Regions from separate parts of the Sus scrofa genome. Here regions 1, 3 and 4 are each linked to region 2. Evidence: chromatin contacts called from public Hi-C and promoter capture Hi-C data. All regions are on one chromosome and are shown on one strand. The core of a region is the stretch at or near the end of the contact, and the rest is flanking DNA. Distances in the headings are between cores, read along the strand shown. Region 1 overlaps SRL (sarcalumenin). Region 2 holds the start of SEC14L5 (SEC14-like protein 5). Region 3 holds the start of ADCY9 (adenylate cyclase type 9). Region 4 holds the start of VASN (vasorin).

Region 1 (2,913 bases), core at 193-2,692, 660 kb before region 2:
TGAGATCAGACCCAAAAGGACAAGAAAAGGGGCAGGGCTTGCTGCCTGAAGCCCCTCCCCTCCGGAGGGGACAAGCGGGTACTTAGCGGGGACATTATGTTCTGCAAGGAAACCTGCTGGAAAGTGAACACTGACCCCAGAGCCTTCATCCTACAAGCCAGCTCTTGGTCCAGGCCAGCGGATTGGGTGGATGAGGTCACGGCAGGCGCTGACCATCCCAAGGGTGCCACATACCTCCAATGCCGCCCAGTACCTCTGGCCTGCCTCCTCTCCCTCCCTGTCCCCCAGCCCTGAGAGCCGGGCAGCTCCAGATGGACATTTGAGGGACATTAGTGTCCAGCCAGCCTGAGGTTTCTTATTGCAATCCTGACCCTGGTCCCAGTTCATCCTTCCTGACCTGGCCTAGTCTTCTAGAGGAGACCCCAAGTGCTAGCCCACCAACGTGGTTCCCCCAGTCCGCACCAGACTACCCACCCTTCAAGCTGCCTTGGGCCTCAAATCCTGCCGCTATGTCCCTCGTCCTTTGGGTTAAGGCACTGGTCCCTGCGAACATGCATTAAGGGACCCTAATGGATAGGTTTCTGGCGCCCTCAGAAGCCCCCCTCCAGGGCACGGCCTCTCGGGGGGGTCCCTCCAAACTGGTGTAAGTGGCTCATAAGCAGCCCGGGGTGGCTGGGGCTCCCCCCGCCCTGCGGGTCCCTGCCTGTCCCCCTACACGCAAGACTCCCGGGAAGACTGCAGCCGCAGAAGTGCCCGCGGGCGCCCAGGGTCCCCTACCCTGAGTCCCCTCCCCCTCGGGGCCCGCGTGCGGCTCTTCGGGGCTCGGCGGGGCCCCTTCCTCCTCGCCGCTCGCGCTTCCCGCTGCTCCCTGGGCTTCCTCCGCCGCCGCCGCCTCCTCCTCCTCCTCCTCTTCCGAGGCGCTGTCCGCTTCTTCCGAACTAGCCCCGTCGCCGCTGTCCTCTTCGGATTCTTCTTGGGATGGAACTCCTCCTTCCTCCTCGCCGCTGCGGTCTTCGCCCCCCTCTTCTTCAGAGGAGGCGGCGTCGGGTTGCTCCTCCGGCGGCCCCTCAGGGGCGCCGTCCTCCTGGGCGCCCCCCACATCCGCGCCCACGTCTGAGGCCGGGCTGGGGCTGGGCTCCCCTGGGTCCTTCCCCCGGTCCCCAGCTTCTGCGTCCGCGTCCGCGGGTCCATCTGGCACTTCTGGCTCCTGATCCGGCCCTGGGCTGCCCTCCCCTCCGCTCTCCATCTCCGTGCTGGGAGATGCCCCTGCGTCTTCAGGCTCTGGGGTCCCTGCTGCTGCCCCCTCTGCGGGGCGGTCCTCTAGGGCGTCCTCGGGGACCTCGCCGCTCCCAGCCTGTTTTTCTGCCTCCTGTCCTGAGCCCTCTCCGGAGCTGAGCTCCGGCCTTCCTTCCTCCCCCGGCTCCTCCTCCCCTCCTGGAGGGAGGGCGCCTGCTCCTGGCGGGCCAGCATCTTCCTCCCCAGGCCCCGCAGGTTCCCCTGGGGGCGCGGGCTCCGAGGCTGAGGCATTGGAGAGGCCGGCTTCGGGATCGGAGCCCAGGCCGTGGGCGGCGGGACCCCCAGGGGCCGTCTTCTCCGAACTCCCAGCCTCCCCGCCATCTGGGGGGTGAAGGAGCTGGTTCGTCTCTCGCGGGGCCGCCTCTGCCTGAAGCGCCCTTTCCTTCTCCTCTATACTTGCGTCTCCAGCAGAGAAATGATTCTCCAACAAATTGCCAACATCTTCTGTGCCACCCGAAGCGGAAACTTGCAGTTCTAGATGATTAGAACACGATTGGTCAGTGTCAACGGGCTCGCACTGGCTTTGCTTCTCAAAAGACTAACTCAGCCTATCACCTGTCTCTGGAAGGGCCCGAGTGGACCTGCCTGCAGTGGGGCACCTCCCTCCCTGGTCTTCACAGCCCTGATCGGCAGCGCAGCGGGCGTAATATCCTCCCTCCCTCCCGATGGCCGGGGGGCTGGGAGCCAGCATCGGACCCACCCAGAGCCCTGCCCCTGCCTCTCCAGGCTCCCCGTAGGGGTGGATGTTGGACCAGCCCTTGCAGCCCTTCCTCAGCCTTGCCCGCAGGCACGTGCAGCCTGGCTTGCCAGGAGATCTTTCCAAGATAGGCCAGATGCGTGTCCACACCACCCCTCGTCAGTCCTCGAGTCATTAACCAGCATGCTTTTTATGTTGCTATCAGCAAAGGAGTGAAAACAGGTGTGTGGGGGCCGGATCCTCTTAGGTTACGGGGCAAAGCACTTAGAGGATTACTTGTGGCTCTCAACCTTGTGAAGTCACACATCCAACTCTGTTCTCTTAAGGGTAGGCATTTGCTGGCCTCTCTATCTTAGATAAGACGGGATGTGGCCCGAGGAGAAAGAGATGCCCCAGACAGGCAGGCCTGAGTTTCCTTGTGGTCGTAGCCAACCACTTCCGAGGGGATCCCCTTCCGAAGGCCAGTAGCTTTAGCAGGAGAGCCAAGGGCACTGGGAGAGCCAAGTGGAGGGCAGGCATGTGGCCAGTCTGTGTCAGACACCTCTGTCAAGGGACAAGTGTGATTTACTTGGACAGTGGGGTCAGAAAAGCAGGTTGGGCCTAACCCGCCTACCCCTCCCACCCAGGCTGGGATCCGTTTAAGGAAGAGACGGCAGAGGGGACATTGCAGGGGGTGAGGGGGTAAGGGGGTGAGGGGACCATGGGTGCCCTGCCTTGGGACAGCTGAGACATCCCAGGATCTCCCTGGACTCACAGCACTCCTTCTGAGGACACAGCATGTCACCTCCCTGCTGGGTAAGATGCCCCCCTCTCAGGCCCAGCTCTGCCTCCCATAAAGAAAAGCCACTTCTTGGGATGCCCACTCCCTTGTTCCCTGAAAGCTGGAGAAGCCACGGGGCCAGGAACAAATCTTGGCTCAT
Region 2 (2,705 bases), core at 77-2,576:
CTACCTTGCCCAGCAATTTCCCCTTCTAGAAGACCCAAGGAGCCGTGGACGGGCTTTTGCTGCTACCGTGTGGCGAAGATGGGGGCCGTGCACTCTATTTTTAGCCTTACCCAAGAAGGAGCCATTGACAGTCTTTTGCTGCCACCTTGTGGCAAGGATGGGAATCGTGCGCTCCATTTCCAGCTTTGATAACCTTAACCAAGAAGGAGCCATTGACGGTCTTTTGCTGCCACCTTGTGGCAATGATAGGAATCGCGTGCTCCATTTCTACCCTGGACAACCTTTAGCCAAGAAAACGCACTGAGCATCTACGGCTGCCAGATCCCCAGGAAGACCCTGCTGCCGTGGGGCAAATGAATAAGACAGACAAGACACAGTCTCTGCTCTCGCGGAGCTCACGCTCTCCTTGGACAGACCTACAAATAAATGAATGGATGAATAAAGGAGGTGATTGCAGAGTGTGACACAATGCTAGGAAGGAAGAAAAAGGATTGGTTGTCACAAGTGTAATGATATATCTGTCTCCCTGTACACACTCTCCCTGCCGTATCAACCCGCTGAGCGAGGCCAGGGATCGAACCCGCATCCTTATGGGTACTAGCCCAGTTCATTTCCGCTGAGCCACAACAGGACCTCCTTCACTCCTTGAATCCCTTCCCTGTTTATTTTTTTCACCTTGGCATTTTCCCCCATCTCACATAATGCTATATATTTGGCTCACTTATCGAATGTCTGTCTCCCCCACTGGAATGTAAACTCCACAAAACTCTACCTGTTTTGTTCACTGATGACTCTTCAGCACTTGATAAGTCCTAACACTTAAGCGATGTGTAAACAACTGCAAAGTGAATGAAAGATACCAGATACCGACAGGCCTGCTACTCGGGGCAGAACCGAGAGGGTTCTGGGGCGTGGCCAGTGGAGGGACCGGACTCAGAGTCCAGGAGGAGAGAGGGTTGGCCCGAGTTAGGGAACTGTACTGGGATAGAGGGGCGGGACAAGCAAGGGTTCGCCTGGAGGCAGAGCTAGATTAGAGCCGCAGCCTGGGGGCGGGGTCTTCCTGGGGCTGGGCCACGCGCGAGGCGAGTGCTTTAGGGGCGGGACCTATGGAGGCGGGGCCTGCGTGAGGCGGGGCCATACGGGAGGAAGGGCGGGGCGGGGCGTGGTCAAACAAGGAAGTGTAGAATAAAAGGCGGGACTAAGACTGGGATGGGGCCAGTCCAAGGCGGGGCCAGGCTGGGGCGGGGCCTGCCCAGGGCGGGGTAAATCTGGGCGGGGCCATGGCTGAGCCGGGGGCGGAGGAAAGGGGTTGGCTGGGGGGACGAGGGCGGAGCCAGTCCAAGATCTCCGCTGTCCTGGGTCCTGGAGCGCTCCCGCCCCGGCAGGGCTAGCTCCCGTCCCTTAAGTCCCTCCCTGACCCGCCCGGCCGCAGGGTGTGCAGGATCAGACGCCCCCAGCTCAGCGACCGCAGCTGCACCCAGTCCCAGGCTCTGAGCTTCGGGCCAGGCGGCCGCAGGGGACCCTGGAGGGCTCAGCTCCGCACTGCCCTGGGGCTGTGTCCCAGGAGACTCCGAGGGCGACGGTGAGCAGGGCTGGGGGTGGGGGGGGATGTGCGTGTGTGCGTGTACATCGGTGTGTGTGCATGTGTGTGAACGTCTGTGCGCATCAGGAGAATTATATGAGAGCCTGGAGTTGGGTAGGTGCGTGCTCCGGGGAGCTGGGTGTGTGTGCAAAGTTGAGTGCGTTTGCAAGGGCAGCCCCGTGTGGGAGGGCAGTCGTACATGTGTGTGCGTGTGAAATTTGGTGAGGACTGAATGTTAATGTGTCTTGGAGGAAAATGGGAGGGCAGGTGCAATGAATCTTGGGGGGACTGTGTGTTCCGGATGTCGGTGGCAGGCTGTGGGCTGCGTGGGTGAAGGAATTGTGGGAGTGTGAGAACTGCGAATGTATGTGTTTCCATTTGGACTTACTGGGTTTTCCATGACCCTCAGCATGAAGGGGTGGGGCCCAAACGTTGTGTGTACCGATTAATCCTGAGGAGGGAGAGTGGTCGGGGGCCAAGGGTAACGGACAGAACAGGGGTTTGGGGACTGGCCCAAAGTAATCTGGGGATCCCTGGCCCCCTTGACTTGAGGAGATGTGTGGGTGGCGCCAAGGGTGGGCCTGCCCCTGGCTAGGGAGCAGTGGGCAGGGCTCCTGCTTCACAGGGTGGGCGCTGCCGCCTCACCAGTCGCCCTCACTCAGGCTCCGTGCCCACTTCCTGCCTGGGTGGCTCTCGCTGGTCGTCCTGCAAGAACATGGTGCAGAAGTACCAGTCTCCTGTCCGCGTCTACAAGTACCCGTTCGAGCTGGTCATGGCGGTGAGTGACCCCCGACCCTGAGGTCCCTTGTGTGACGGGTGGAGGGATACCAGAGGTCAGCTCTGATGGTAAGAAGAGGGAGACCCCCTTGAACCCCCCGATCAGAAGGAATTAATGAGCTACTCCACTGACTGGGTGGGTCCAGCCTCTAACCAGGACCCTTCGCCTGGCCGTCCCACCTTTCATCACAACTTCCGGAACCCTTGCCCACTGACCAAAACACAAGGTCTTTCCCTCCTTTCCTTGTTGAAGCTTATCTGTCCTCTTATCTCGGTCCCCTTCAATAGAAAACAAGCATGTCAGGGGCCAAACCACTGCTGTCATTTTGTGTAATAATAATAGTTA
Region 3 (2,916 bases), core at 344-2,843, 670 kb before region 2:
GCCCCAGAATAATCCACTCTCCCTACCCCGTCCCTCAAATTAGCCCACTGAAATGTGCTGTCTGTTTTCTGCTGGCCCCTGGCACACCTGCCAGAGGAGCCCGGGAACAGGTCTGGGGATCGGGGGACCTGGATTTGAGTCCCATTTCTCCTCCTCGCCGGCTCTGTGGCCCTGAGCCAACCTCTCCTTTCCTGGGTCTCAGCTTCCTTGTGGGTAAAGAGACCACGTGGCTGTCTTGGGCTGCAGTTCCCAGATGCTCCTGGGTGTTCTGTGATGTTAAGCCCAGGAAAAGGATGCGTCATAAAGGAGCAGAGCTTCCTCAGGCAGAGGGTGGGAGAGGCAGCTAAATCCACACCGAGGCCATCACACAACTCCTTTCCAAGGATTTCCCTTTCCTCTCAAGCCACCAGGGTATCAGAGGCCCGCATGCTCTCCACCCCAAAGCAACAGCCAAGAAAATCTAGGAAATTAAAAGAAATCCCCCTCTTTTTTTTTTAATTAATGACCGCATCCCCAGCACATGAAAGTTCCTCAGCCAGGGATTGAATGTGAGCCTCAGCTGAGGCAAGCGGGTATCCTTTAATCCACTGCACCTGGGGATCGAACCTCGCCTCCACACTGACCCAAGCCACCAGAGACACCGCCAGATCCTTAACCCACAGCACCACAGCAGGAACTCCCCCTTTACTTTCAGTAACCAGCTGGCCATCCTTGTTGAGCCACAGAGGGTCCTTCCCAGGTTCTCGTGTGCCCAGGGGTCTAAGCGGGAAATGAGGGACACACCTGATGCCCACAGAGCTGCAAGAAAGAAGCGGTGTCTCACAGCAGGGGTCCAGAGCAGAGGGAGGAAACTAAACCAGCATCCTGTCCCAAGACCCCCACTGGACAGGTTTCAAATAGAGCAGAGGGAGGAAACTAAACCAGCATCCTGTCCCAAGACCCTGTCACTGGACAGGTTTCAAAGAGAAGCTAACAACTACTTGATGTGATATTACAGAATCTCTGAAGTCCTTGTTGGCTCCAGAGATTAGTGATTCTGGGAAACCCAGGAGCCACAAAAAAAGATATTCTAATAATATCACCTTCCCTGGTCCCCGTATCTGAAGTTTCATCTGCCCTAAGTGCTTTTCCGCCTGCGGTCACCCAGAAGTAGGAGTGAGTGAGCAAGATGAGGCTGGATTTCTGTCCTAAAGGACCAGGAGGAGAGGGCAGGGTTCCAGCTTTTCCAGCTTCTCCGAATTTCTGGCGAGGGAAGGGAGGTGCGATAACCCCCTAAAATTATCAGTTCCTGTTTTACCTGAGGGCTGACCGCAGGTGAAAACCACAACACTGTAGCTGCCAGCACCCATCTGTCGTGGACGTTCTTCACGTCCCCCAAATGCCTCCAGAAATCTGTGGCTTCACCCCACAGCTCTGACCAAGTTCAAGGCCTTTCTGGGCCCCAAAGGAAAACCATGGAGACCCTGCAGGCTTCCAGCGGGCGGAGGGCGGGCCGAGCGGGCTGGGGCGGCGAGCCTGCCCCGCGGCCCGGCCTGGGGGCGGAGGCCGTGGCCCCCGCGGGTGGGAACCCAGCGGCCCGCCCGCCCCCGGCGCTGAGTCACCGAAGCCGCGGCCCCGCCGAGCCCGCGTGCCCAGGAAGCGCAGGCGCGCGCCTGCGCATGCGCGACCCCGGGCGCGTTCTCGGGAGCGGGCGGCGGCGGCGGCGGCGGCGGCGGCGGCGGCGGCGGCGGCGGCGGCGGCGGCGGCGGCGGCGGCGGCGGCGGCGGCGGCGGCGGCGGCGGCGGCGGCGGCGGCGGCGGCGGCGCAGGCTCCCGCAGGCGAGGCTCGGCGGGGTCTGGGCTCCGCGGCCGTGCGCCGGGAGGCCTCGGGGTCGCGGTGACGAGCCCCTCAGAACATCTGTTTGTGCGTCCAGAAGGCGGGCTTGAGGGTCGAGGCCAGGTTCTGCCAGGCGCTCGCCTTCCCGATCCCGGGTCCAGGACTGCCCTGCTCGGGGCCTCGTTTTCCGCTGCTGGTGGCGCGGTGCCCCGGCGAAGGCTGAGGCCCCCCCAGCCGCGACGCTGACCCGAGACCGGACCTGGCCACGGTGAGGCCTCTGGCCGCAGCCCGGGAGGTCCCCACACTTAGAGATGGGTCTCCGCGCAGGAAGCTGCCCCTGCCCCCAACCGGGAGCCCGTCTCGCTGGGTGATCTGAGAACCGCGGCCGCGGGCTAGGAGCAGCCTGTGTCCTTGTCCAGCCCCGGCCACACAGACTTGCGTGGCCTCTTGTCCGCTGGCCCTGGTCACCAGGGCTGGAGTAATCGACATATCACGGGGATCTAGAGAAGGGACATGGATTTGGGTCTGCCCAGGGCTGGTAGGGGTCCAGGGCCCAACAGGGGCTCCTAAGTAGGGCCAGACTGAAGGGGTGGGGCCTCTTTCCGCCGCCTCCCTACTGAGCTCCAGCAAACAGGGAGGACGGAGATCAGTACCCCCCACCCAGCAGGCCGGCAACCGCTGGTCCTGGGGGCACCATCGGAGGCACTGCTCTCACCTCTCCAACAGTTCTGCTGCGGCAGGAACTTCTCTGCTGCTTCACTGCTCTCTCTGTTCAGAATTTTGGAGTGGCCTCAAACCCAAGTTCCTTGGGTTTCCACTACCAGGCAGGTTTCCGCTAACTCACCTCTTCTCACCTTGATTCCTCGCCGGCTACAGAGATGCCTTCCTTTCTCTGATCCATCCCCCCACCCCCACCCTGCGTGGGCACCACCCCAACCCGAACTGGCCTCTGACCTTCCAAACCCACTCATCCCTCAAAGTGTAGCAAGAATCCCTCTCCCTTCCCAAGTGCCGTAACCCGGCTCTCTCAGTATTTGCCAGAGAGTCCTGATATTACATAAGTGGATTTTCACCAAGGGAAACATATTTAAATGCTTAAAT
Region 4 (3,107 bases), core at 255-2,754, 530 kb before region 2:
AGCTCTCCTGGAAGTTGCCCTTGAACCTCTGGGTGGATAGGAACATGGCCTGTGTGAGTCCAGGCTCAGGAGAGGGGCGGGGGGTGGACCCTTTAGGCAGGTGGGATTGACCAGCCCCAGAGGTGAGAAGCTCTGGGATCTGTTAGGAATTCCTGTTCCTTGAGGAGAGTCGGGCTAGTCTCCTGAGGTCCCCAGGGGGACACAGGGCCCAGGGGCAGAGGCATAGGGCAGTCTGCCAGAGCCACCCAGTACTGAGCGTAAACTCAAACTCTTCAGGAAACGGAGAGAGTGAACCAGGCTGGTGTGAGACTGGGAGAAGTGGAGACTGGAGCGGGCTCTGAGTCTGGGCCTTGGTCAGGGGGGCAGCCACCACTCAGCCCAGTTGAGAGTTTCTGTTCAAGGCAAGCCGGGAAGTCCCATTTTCATGTGAAACCACTGAGTTTTTCAATGTTGGCAATGGCTTCGAGGTTTTAAAAAGCCCCATGTAGGCCAAATGCAACATACCTAACGGCCAGCACCGGCCGGGAGCAGACACTCAGAGGTGTGCAAGGTTTGCCCCACATCCACACATAACAAAAACAGCACAGGGTACAGAGCCCAGCCATCCTGGAAGGAGGCCCAGTGCGGGAGAGGTACCAAGGAGGCCAAGAGCTGAGAGGCAGAGGCTGGGGAGTCACTTCTGGAGCCAGACCCTGCTAAGCCCCGTCAGAGACTGGATACGGAGGGCATCCTGCCTTCTGCAGGGGATTGAGATGTTTAAAAACCACGCAACCCTCCAGCTGGTGTGGCCTGGCCTGCTGGGATCAGCCATTTCCCCCCCCCAACCCCCCGAGATTTGAGCTGGCCCAGCTGAAAGCTCTGGCTGCAGGCAGGGCTGGAGGGGGTGGCGGGTGTCCTGGGGCAGGCTGGAAGTCGGGATTGAGCCGGGGCTCAGAAGGCTCTGAGGCTTGACTCTGACCACAAGCGCAGAGGGGGAGGAGGGCAGAGCATTTTCCTGGAATCCTCCAAGGCAGGGGATTTTTCTGGACTAGTCCAGCCCCTGGCACCAGCCCCTTCTGCCCCATCGAGAGCCACTGTCAGCAGAGCCCAGGCCCCGCCTACTGACGGTGGCCCAACCTCCCACTTTAGCCCAGCATCTCTCAGCACACTTTGGCCTTGAAGTTGCCGTAACTGGATAGTTGGTTGCCCCTTCAGTGCCTTCATCTGAGATGTGGTAAAGGGGATCCAGAGATGCTCACAGCCCTTTAAAAGGACCCCAAGACTCAGACTTGGCATTAGAGGCTGTATTTAGGAGGCTCTCAGAAGGGCTCTCTCTGTGTGGCCCACCCAGGAGCGCTGGAAATCAGCATTGGCGAGCGACAACACACTAAGATTTCACCTAAAAAAAAATCCCGATACCCATTTTCTCCTGAAATATCCAAGGCTCTGACCAACTGGTACAGGTCCGAAGAGCTGAGCCTTACACCAGCCTCCCCTCCCGAGGCCTCCACTGGGTCTGGGGTCTGTTCCTCCGATTTACATCACCTGCCTGGTGTATCAGGGGCACCCAGCTTGCTCTAACTCAATCTTCGCTCCCTTTTCCACGAATCACAGGGATCCGCCCAGAGTCATACTGCAAACTACTCGCAGACCAGACTGGGCCGAGGGGCTCCTGACTCCCCACGGGGCTGAGCAAGGCCTCTCCCGCCCGCCTGGCTGGGAGCTGTTGGGGTGAAAACCAGGCTGCCCCCGCCGAGTGACCCTTTCCGCGGAGAGGGGAGGCGGGGCTCCGCGGCCCCGCCCCGGCCAATAGGAAGCAGCCCCGCCCCCGCCCGTGGCCGACCCGCCTCCCCGGCCCTTAAGGCGCGACCCGCCTCCCGCGAGTCGACTCCGCAGCCCGAGCCCGGGGCGGGGAGACAGGGACGCGGCTACCTCGGGACCCAGAAGCTCTGCGGCCGCTCGGCCGGGAAGCATTGAGGCCGCGGCCCGCCCCGCCCGGCTCCCGCCGCCGCCGCCCGGTGAGTGTCTGCCTGGCTAGGGGGCTGCGGACGCGGACGGGGGAGGCCACCGGGAGGGGTGTGCACACGCTCCGATCACGCGCGCGGACCCCCCACCCCGCGCCTCCTCCACCACAAGCACAGGCACTCAGGGCGGGCAGGCGGCCCCCAGACCCGCAGGATCACCTAGGCTAGCCCGGGGGTGCACGACAGTCAGGCCCCGTGCGCCCCCTCCTCAGGCAGTCCTCCGGCAACGACAGCCCCACGGCCGGGGTGCGCGCTCCCGCGCGCGCATGTATGCAGCTCACCGGCCTGCGGGGCTGCGAGTAGACAAAATAAACACCCCCTCCCTCGCTTCCTCCTCCCGCGGCTGGGCCCTCCGGCATGACCAGTTTTATGAATTAAACCTCTTAGAGGGGATGGCCAAACCATAGTCTTGGGTTACTTTTACCTCCTGGAGTGACACAGCCTGGTTCTGGGTATGGATAACCCCCGCTCCCCATCACTGCCCCCGTCCCCCTGTGCAGATCGATGGCCTGGGGTCCTGAGGGCCCCTGTCACTCAGGGCGGAGCAAGGGGGTCGCAGGCATGCAGCCCTGGGGAGGAGGGTAGGAACTCTGGCTGGCTGAATCATACTCCAGGTAACAAGGTGCCCCATTTCTGCCTCTGCCAGGGAAGGGGCTTTGCTCAGGCTGTGAACCCAATGGCCTGGAGCCAGCCTAGTCTTTTGTGTCCCAGGGTTGGCAGCACTGGGGCCTGAGGGCTGCCCAGGTCCCCTGTGGTCACTGGCTGGCCAGCTGATTGGTGCCAACCATTCTGTCTCACCCCCATTCGTTAACGATTACCACACCAGGGCTGCTGACTGCCTCTCCCGCGGGGGCTGAGGGGTTGTGTCTGAAAGATGGGAAGGAGAAAGGGGCCCTGAGGGTCCCTCTGCTTGCCTTGAGCACCACCGGCATGTGAGGCTCTGGAGAGAGCCACCAGGATCCAGAGCCCCCAGGATCCAGAGCCCCCTGCCCAGGCCAAGAGGGGGGCTTCCAGTGACAGAGAACTGGACTAAATCTCAAAGGTCTCTTCCCACGAGGCTGGACCTTGGGCGTTGGGGGCACAGAGGGGTGGCTGGGCAGGTGA

What was found. Promoter capture Hi-C pulls out the DNA fragments that hold promoters and counts their contacts. Hi-C and Micro-C count contacts between places; a contact is called where the count stands out from the background.
Region 1: a Hi-C map of subcutaneous adipose tissue shows a contact between it and region 2, with 2.1 times the contacts expected there. A contact is called at or near these places in 6 of 47 Hi-C or Micro-C datasets (embryonic fibroblasts, mesenteric adipose tissue, omental adipose tissue and 3 more).
Region 3: a Hi-C map of skeletal muscle shows a contact between it and region 2, with 5 times the contacts expected there. A contact is called at or near these places in 1 of 5 promoter capture datasets (fetal liver) and 7 of 47 Hi-C or Micro-C datasets (embryonic fibroblasts, mesenteric adipose tissue, omental adipose tissue and 4 more).
Region 4: a contact with region 2 is called in a promoter capture Hi-C map of fetal liver, with 4 times the contacts expected there. A contact is called at or near these places in 2 of 5 promoter capture datasets (fetal liver and liver) and 7 of 47 Hi-C or Micro-C datasets (embryonic fibroblasts, fetal liver, liver and 4 more).

The regions. Positions count from the first base shown.
Region 1 is chr3:38,097,385-38,100,297 of Sscrofa11.1, reverse strand. All of the region lies in intron 1 of SRL (sarcalumenin), which reads right to left. Among named protein-coding and RNA genes, the nearest start is that of ADCY9, 18 kb to the left of the region's middle.
Region 2 is chr3:37,441,749-37,444,453 of Sscrofa11.1, reverse strand. SEC14L5 (SEC14-like protein 5) reads left to right here and starts at 1,326. Exons shown (of 16, transcript XM_003124623.4): 1 at 1,326-1,582; 2 at 2,245-2,360. The coding sequence starts at 2,298.
Region 3 is chr3:38,115,888-38,118,803 of Sscrofa11.1, reverse strand. ADCY9 (adenylate cyclase type 9) reads right to left here and starts at 1,593. Exons shown (of 13, transcript XM_021086711.1): 1 at 1,298-1,593.
Region 4 is chr3:37,970,874-37,973,980 of Sscrofa11.1, reverse strand. VASN (vasorin) reads left to right here and starts at 1,504. Exons shown (of 4, transcript XM_021086696.1): 1 at 1,504-1,997. The region is part of intron 9 of LOC100513346 (coronin-7); the gene reads right to left.